Linked DNA regions of Mus musculus: all the other regions are linked to region 2. The links are chromatin contacts, called in public ChIA-PET and HiChIP or PLAC-seq maps. All regions are on one chromosome and are shown on one strand. Each heading gives the region's core, a stretch centred on a gene start, on an enhancer-like site or on the middle of the called end of the contact. The rest is flanking DNA. Distances are from core to core; before and after follow the strand shown. Region 1 has its middle 26 kb from the start of 8430436N08Rik. Region 2 overlaps Tox (thymocyte selection-associated high mobility group box). Region 3 holds the start of Nsmaf (neutral sphingomyelinase (N-SMase) activation associated factor).

Region 1 (2,754 bases), core at 138-2,637, 560 kb after region 2:
TAAGTTTCTGCTAGGGCTGGGAGTACAAGGGCTTCATGGAAGTACTTGAGGTGGAGGGAAAGAGGGAGGGAAGACAGAGTTATGGCTTTATTTCACTCAAAAGCATCAATGCCACATGCCATGCTGTAACAATGTAGTGTCCCATCAAGCATCATTGTTTGGGCAAGATTAATCCTCCAAATACTGGTGTTGATTCTATATTGGATATTTATAATTTATGCTAGTTATTTACTACATGAAAATATAAATATTTAGCGCTGTTGTGGCATGGGTAAATACAAGAGTTTTTGTGGACAAGTGTGGAATTTTGGCCTTATTATACTTTTTTCTCTAGGAATCATCTAATCTTTTTTCAAACTGTGGCATGCTTACTTGTTCAATAAAGATAATCACAACCTACTTCTTATAGTTTGTGTCAAAAGGAAAACAGAATTCTTTGTGTGACCATTGATTTTGTTATTGGTGAGTTACAAGGTCACAAAATGGCCAAAAGAATATTATAGGCAAAAAGGGGTTTTTCACTTTTAAATGTGGAAGGTTCTATTTAAAGTGTAGATACAAAAATATGAAAAGCTCTTGGTGATATCATTGTAATAACACGTTTTTTCCAAATGAGTCTGGGAAAAATTATAATGGGGGCCATTTTATGGCCCTATTGGAACTTGTCCTGATACAGTAGTGCTATCTCTCACATATTGGGAAATACCTTTCCATCATATGATCCCTTCTTTTAAATCAAGCTTTTCCACAAGGTTCCCCTTTCCTTTCTTAGAAGTGCATAAGAATTCATAAGATCTCAGTAACACGTAGACGTGAGAATATGGAAGGTGGTGTTTGTGTAAACTGTATTACTAAGGGTCAGGGCCCTGGAATTGATTCATATACTGCATGCTGCCTCAAGAGGATTTGCTCATATGTATTCAAGTCACAGCTGAGAAACATCAAATACTAAAATATTTGCACCACAAATGCAAGTCTAACACAAATATACAGGATTTAGATAAAAGAACAGAAAATCTACACTATCACTTAGTTTATTCCAATCATGTTCAATGATAATGGATTCTAAAAGTTATAGAGAGATGGAAGAAAAGTGACATATTGCTAGCATTATCCACCATTGTTCAGCAAATGTTTATTGAGTTATAACCAGCCCATTAGAGCAGTAGGACTAGCCTAGTAATATTTATGTAGATTCATTAGTATAGCTATTCCCTGATTTTACTGTGATACACACAGTTAAAATGTGATTTTATAAAAAAGCCAATGCACAGTGGCTCACAGCAGACTGTTAAGCGAGAAGCAGCAACAGTAGCTCCACCGCCTCAGCGCAAATGGCTTCTCTGCTTTTTGACAAAGGGGATTCAAGCAAGCAAACCTGCACGCCTACCAAAGCCACACCTCACCTCAGAGTGTGGTTTAAGAACTCATCAAAGCCATGCCTGACTCAACAGCAGCCTCTAAATCACAAACTGATTTAACTGGAGAATACAAATGTCTCCTGTACACAAACTATTCTACTCACTTTCACAACTCCCTGCAGGTGAAATGACTTTCACTGTCTTCACTCACACTGTGTCTGAGGCAGGCCTGATGGTGCACACTCTGGAAGACTGAGCCAAGCATATCTCAGGGCCAGCCTGTCTCAAAAGGAAGAAGGTAAAGAATATGTACAACTCCCCGGAATAAGAAGTACCTTCTATGTGGAGCAGGGGAGGCAACTCAGTAGTAGAATACTTCACAAATAAAGCCCTGAGAATGATTTTAGTAACAGAAAATCAAAAGGAGACAGACACAACCCAAAAAGTCAGAAGAGTTCCTTTAACTTTCTTGTATCCATTTTATTTTAAAGATTTAATTCTATTCATTAGTTGATAAATAGACTTATATTTATTAATTTAAATTAAAATGTTAGTAGACACCTATAACAAACCCAATATTAATAATTTCATGATAGATTTTAAAATCCAGAATTCTCTGTGACCACTAAATTAGCTATATTTTAGTTGATGATTATAATTATAATTTTTTGGTCTTTGAAAATTATAATATTTTCAATTAAACAAGAAAGCACTCGACTTTTCCTGATTACAGTGTATCATTGATATCTCATACAATATTTCAGTCTCATAAATAGGTCTTATAAATCCCTAAAAGGACACTACTTTGTCTCAGAGTACAACGCAAGGAGGACATTTACTCTGCCAAACTACTTTTTCAACTATCTTACAAATAGTAACAATCAAAGCCCCTTTTAGTCCTAAAACAAACAATAAACTAGTCAAGCCCCTGTCTGCAGCTGTTCTTATGACACTTGAGTGGGTAGAGAATGGATGGAATGTTTTCCAGGGCCAAAAAGAGGGAGTGGGTGGGTTGGGGACCAGGGTGGGGGGAGGGTATAGGGGACTTTCAGGATAGCATTTGAAATGTAAATGAAGAAAATATCTAATAAAAAAATTGTTAAAAAAAAGAATGACTGAAATGTGTTGTATTCTGTTAATGCGTTTCCTAGTAATGAAAGAGTTGTAATTATTTTAGTGAAAACCACAATAAATTCTATTATGTTTTTATGATAGTAAGCTCTTCCATCTAAACAGTGTTATTCTTCTTGTTTTGTCTGCTTTTCCATCTTAGAAGGGAAATTGTCCTTAAAACTAGTAAATGAGGCACTTGTTCTTGCAAAGATTATATGCTCCAGTACAGGGGAATGCCAGGGCCAGGAAGCAGGAGTGGGGAGCAGGGTGGGGGGAGGGT
Region 2 (2,700 bases), core at 102-2,601:
GATAGATAGATAGATAGTTTGAGATCAGTATAGTTTAACCACATTCCAGAGCATTCGAAAAATCACGTATAAAACATGGTTAACATTAATCGTATAGATATTTAATTATTCCAAGATTACTGAGATAGCTAATTTTATGTCAACTTGACACAAGCTAGAGTCATCATAGAGGAGAGATCTTTGAGAAAATACTTCCATATCAGGCTGATGGCAAGCCTGTAGAATATTTTGTTAATTAGTAATTGATATGAGAAGGCGCAGTCCATTGTGGGTGGTACAGCTCTGGGCTGCTCATCCTGGGTTCTATAAGAAAGCAGGCTGAGTAGGCCAAGAGGAACAAGTTAGTGAGTAACAAACACCCCTCTACGACCTCTGCATCAGCTCCTGCATCTATGTTCCTGCCCTGTTTTAGTTCCTGTTTTAAGTACCTTTGATGTGAATGCATAAGCCAATTTAACTGTTTCTTCTCCAATTTGCTTTTGGTCACGGGGTTTCATCATGGTCATAGTAACCCTGACTAAGGGAAATAGTCCACAAAATAACTACATTGATAATAATAAAAATGAAGCACATTATTAGAAAACAAGGCTCCTATAAGATGAAATAACTTGAGTGTCCTTGACATCCTAACTGTTCTGCTGGCCTGCTGGCCTGCTGGCCTGCTGGCCTGTGTCTTGAATGTCCTGGCAGGAACTCTCCTCACCTCAGTTACAGGAATGCATGGAGCTGGCTGCTGAAGGTCCTGTGTGGTGATCTCCCTTAGGATGGATTCATTCCTCAAGCACTGGTCACGCGATTGATTTAACTATGTCTCTGAACTACAAACAGCCTCAGCTTCCTCTGTTGTATCCCTTTCTCCACCCTGCTCCATGGCAGAACTTGACATTGCAAATACTTGCATTGAAAATTGTAATGGGACATTGCCAATTAAAGGATAATTGTTAATTATCAAGTTACTAATAAAATTACAAGTTTAATGGTGATGTCTCTTTCACACTCTTATTATCACCTGGTAAAACAGACTAACATAAAATGACTATAATTAGTTTATTTTAAACACCCATTAGCATGTCCAGTAATATCACCAGCCATTTGAACAGCATGGACTCCATTTCTGACATACTTTAGTAGGTATCTGCTCATCTAGACTGTGGAAGTTTACCTCTGACTAACCTCAAATCAAAGCTGAAAGTGACAAGTGACTCGTACAGACAGGTCTATCTCATCTCCAAGGCGAAAGGCGGTTCCTTTTATCAACAATAAAAGTTCCCTTTATCAACAATTGCACTGTAATATCTTAGAAGCCGCTCTTTAAACCTTGTGACACACATCAATTGTGAGTCTATAAGTAGTTAAGAGCCTGAAACTCAACCCAGAAATCCACAACAAAGCTGTTGTGAGTCCTGCCTTACAGACTATGGTTGAAAGATCATTTCCGGCAATTTTGGAGAAAACAAAAGGTTACTAGAGGTGCAGAGGTACACAAGGCTAAGTCTCTTCTGTCACCTTGCAGCTCTTAGAATACCTCAGGGTAACTACTGCTGAGAAAACACAGCCAGTCAGTGCCAGGTGAAGAAGCCCTTTTCCTCCCATTCTCTCCAGCCCTGTATCCAAGCAGGGTGTCTCACACAAACTGGCTCAGAAATTTCCCGGATGCATTAGACTCCTTTATGCTTGCTTTCTTTCTTTTCTTATATATGTTATTGCCTATACCAGATTTGATAGAAAATTAGAGTATCATCTCAATTCAAAAGATTACACACAAGTAATTTACAGCCACCATTGATAGGATACGATGCTTATGTTTATGTAACAAGTCCAAGCATTCCGGATCAAATGGTTTATACAGGATGGTAAAGAAATCTCCCATGTTTTCTTGGGGGATTAGAAATCAGCTACTTTCAAAGTTGTAGACTATGTAAACCTGATGGTTTGTGAATATGTGACAATAATAATTTTGTATTATTATAAGTAATTATTATAATAAATTATATATTTTATATAAATAAAGTATTATAACTAATAATTATTCTCTCCTTGTGTCTTATACACAAATGTTTCTTTAGTGATGTCTAAATTGGTGGCTGCCAAACCGGTTTGCCAAAGCATATTCATCTTCCTTCACGAAGATATTTCTAAATTTTGGTCAAAATAAATCATGTGTCTTTGCTTCAACAGAGACTTGCCATTCCTTAGTCAGGGGAAGGAGACAGAACCTTGATGCTGCTAAGGTAAGAAGTGTGGGAGGCAGAATGAACCAGAGTGAACCAGAGTGAAATGGACAGATGAGATAAAACATCCAAAAATATGGCCCCATGAGCACCTAAGGAAAGGAGTCATCAACTTGAACAGTAAGAAAGGACCCAGGAAGCCATGCAAGGTTCCTTTCTCTATCTTCTGACACTTAAAAAACTTACTAAAAATGAATCTCTAGAATACTCACTTGTATGTGGGAAACAAAATGCTGAAGAACTTACTGAATATCTAAAGTAAGACCTATTTTTTTTTATGTTTTTCTCTCTGTATTTTCTTATTTTTCGAACGACTTTTTTGTTCCCAAATCAAGAACTTGTTAAAGTCAGGAACCCTACCTCTCGGAATCCTAATAGCTATTGCTTTTGAAAGGAACAGCCTGAGTTGATAGGTGGGCAGTGAATTTGTAAGTTTGCATAGTCCTCACTTATCACTGAGTCAGAATTG
Region 3 (2,795 bases), core at 59-2,558, 520 kb before region 2:
GCTGAGTGTAGGGAAGAGTTGATGCTGGCAGCTGATAAATGTTTGGGCTGGGAGCACTCCTACCTTGGAGTACTGTGAACATATGTACATAATATGTAAACAAACCAGCATTTGCTGGAAATAACCGGGGCAGCGAGTTCCTCTAACATTACAGAGCAGCGTAAGACGATTAAAATAAGTCAGAATCTACGACAAAACACCCCCTGTCCGATTTCGCTGTTTATCACAGGATTGTTACAAATGACTAAGTCCTAGAAACATGACAGGCCACGCGTTTAAAACATTTCAAATGTTAATCTGAATGCTCTTCAATGTAACACAGAGCACCAACAAGTCTTAACAAGTCGTCGGGTGCCAGACAAAGAAATTCCATTTAAATTCCGGAGGTGGAAAGGTAATTTCAGCGCGGACCACCCTGCCAGCCCACTACATCTTAGAGAGAGATGCGGGGCTTGGGGAAGAGGGCGGGTTGAGCAATAGCTACAGGTGAAGCCTCCGCAGAGCACCCAGAATAAAAGCTGCACCTGCATTTCCTGGCATAGCCTGCTTCGCTGGATCCACTCAGCAACAACGTGACCGTCGGATCCCGGCTCCCACAGACAAACCCGCATCTCAAAACAAACAAACAAAAATGTAGCCCGCGTTCCCGCTGGAACCACAGCTGGGTCACAAAACCAACCGCCCTGGGAGGGACCCACGGGGCGGAAGTGCGCTTTCCTGTGCGGGGACGGGATCTGAGGGAGGCCGGAGCTCTACCCACGTCCTCCCTGGGCCGCGGCTGACCGCGGCCGCCCCGCCGCACGCGCTTCCCCAACAGCCTCCCATGCAGGGCGCGGAGGGTCGGTGGGGAGACGCCGGCGTGGGACGGCGGGCGGGCGGGCGCGGGGACCGCCCTGCCTTCGCGTCCCCAGGCGCCCCCGCCAGCCGGGCCCACCCGCGCGCGGCTCTGCGGCCCCGGAGGCGGCCGCGGCCTGCAGGAGAGTCCCCGGCTGCCGCCCGGCCCGGCCTCCCGCCCCGCGCACCTCTCCTTGGAGTAGAGCTGCAGCTGCTGCTCGCGCTGCCTCTTCCGGGTGAACGCCATGGAGGCCCAGGGCTCGCAGGCCGCCGACTGTCCCGAGCAGTCCCGAGCGGCCGCACCGGGCGGGCAGGCGGGCGGGCGGCCGGGAGCCCCACGCTGCGCCCCAGGGCCCGCGGCGTCCGGACGGCGCTCACCGCAGCATCCTCGCGTGGGGACTCGGGCGACGCCGTGACTCAGGCCCGGAGGAGGGGCGCGCAGTGACCTGAGGCCGCGGGAGCCGCGTCCTACACTGCCCCGACTAACCTCTGCAGCGCTGCTGCGGCGAGGATACCTCCCACGTGAGCCTGAGACCTGCCCGGGAGCCCCCCAGTTCGTTGGCGGCGGGGATTTGAAATAACAAGGTTTTTGGATGTTTAGTCCCAAATTTCAGTCTTTGAAATAAATAATCGATGGGATTTTATTTTATTTTTTTCGCCCGTGTATGGTGTAGCGGTTCTTAGTAATATTCATATTTAGGTTGCAACTATTATCACAGTGATGGGATATTTTTACTATCTCAAAAAGAAACCTTTACCTTTTAGCAATCACTACTCCTAGGTGCATCTCCACAAACCTTTGCCCTAGAAAACAGTACTTAACTTTCTGTCTCTGTGAATTTGCCTAGCCTGGACATCTAGAATAAAAACATCCATACAATATGTGGTCTTTGTGTCTGATTTCTTTCATTTAGCACAATGCTTCCAAGGTTCGTCTGAGGTATAGCACAAGTCAACATTCTATTCCTTTTTATCACGGAAGTGTATTCCATTGTATCACACACTGCATTCCTGTTAATATATTCAACAGTTGCCAGGCACAGCAGTGTTCCCACCTTTTGGCTATAAGCATTCACGTACCCGTTTATGTGTGTAAATGCTTTCATTTCTGTTGAGTGAAGTCGAAATCAAAGGGTGGAGTTTCTAGACTGTTTTAATAAGTCCATCTGTGAACTCTGAAAGTCTGCTACTGTGCTTTCAAAGTATCCATTTAACTCCCACTAGCAGTAAAGAAAGGTTCTTACCTTCAACAATACTTACCTTTTATATTCTGTCCTGCCAACTATGACTCGTATTTCATTGGGGTTATGATTTCTCAATACCCTGAGAATACGCTGGATATTGCTTACCTTTAAGGGACTCTCAAATAACAAGCCTCTAAGTTGTGTGTGTTGAAACACTCCTAGTGTTGGCTTAAGAATCAAGTTCTGCAGGGTTGAAAAAAAAGCACAACAATGGCAACAATTAGCTGTCCTTCATCACTGGCAGCATGTGGGGGAAGATCGGAAGTCATAACTGAAGAGACCTGAGTACCCTATGTCAGTGAATCTCTTCCTTTTATCCGAGTGCTGCACAGACTCTGTAACTACCCTAATGGTCCTTGGGAACGAGCTTGTGTGCATGTGTGCACAATGACATAAGATTATGAGAATGGCTAAGATACCATCTGAAAATTTTCTGTGTGGCAAATAGTATAGTAGATGCTATGGACTCAAAGGAGAGAAATTAATTTGGCTGGAATAAAGTAATTAAAAAATAGACCAGAATCTAAGTTTTCTTTTCATTAAACATTGAGGAAAGATGTGGTCCTGGTAGTGGTGGAGAGTGACAGAGTCTCTCCTTGGCCAAATTCTATCCAGGTCCTGAGTTCTCTCAAGCTTTGATCTTAGCTTACAAAAACGGGGGACTTCCATCTCGTTCCCTCTCCATATTAAGAGCCTTAAAGCTCTGGCATCATTTCT

The links. ChIA-PET counts read pairs in DNA pulled down with a chosen protein or histone mark. HiChIP or PLAC-seq counts read pairs in DNA pulled down with a chosen protein or histone mark.
Region 1: an H3K27ac HiChIP or PLAC-seq map of thymic regulatory T cells shows a contact between it and region 2, with 5 times the contacts expected there. The contact joins two enhancer-like sites. A contact is called at or near these places in 2 of 39 promoter capture datasets (hippocampal neurons and liver) and 5 of 115 datasets of contacts at active chromatin or transcription factors (acute myeloid leukemia, embryonic forebrain, neural tube and 2 more).
Region 3: an RNA polymerase II ChIA-PET map of memory CD8 T cells shows a contact between it and region 2, with 17 read pairs. The contact joins the promoter of Nsmaf here to the enhancer-like site in region 2. A contact is called at or near these places in 6 of 484 Hi-C or Micro-C datasets (CD4 T cells, CD8 T cells, embryonic stem cells and 2 more), 2 of 115 datasets of contacts at active chromatin or transcription factors (astrocytes and memory CD8 T cells) and 1 of 9 other capture datasets (liver).

What each region holds. Positions count from the first base shown.
Region 1 is chr4:7,533,109-7,535,862 of GRCm38.p6, forward strand. No RefSeq gene overlaps it. Among named protein-coding and RNA genes, the nearest start is that of 8430436N08Rik, 26 kb to the right of the region's middle. Within about 2 kb of position 1,388, at least 10 of the 459 cell types and tissues checked have an H3K27ac peak or open chromatin away from gene starts, as enhancers often do. A contact at or near this core is called in regulatory T cell precursor and thymic regulatory T cells, where this site is marked.
Region 2 is chr4:6,969,325-6,972,024 of GRCm38.p6, forward strand. The region is part of intron 1 of Tox (thymocyte selection-associated high mobility group box); the gene reads right to left. Among named protein-coding and RNA genes, the nearest start is that of Tox, 20 kb to the right of the region's middle. Within about 2 kb of position 1,352, at least 22 of the 459 cell types and tissues checked have an H3K27ac peak or open chromatin away from gene starts, as enhancers often do. A contact at or near this core is called in CD8 T cells, embryonic stem cells, memory CD8 T cells and 3 more, where this site is marked.
Region 3 is chr4:6,452,963-6,455,757 of GRCm38.p6, forward strand. Nsmaf (neutral sphingomyelinase (N-SMase) activation associated factor) reads right to left here and starts at 1,309. Exons shown (of 31, transcript NM_010945.2): 1 at 1,023-1,309. The coding sequence starts at 1,081.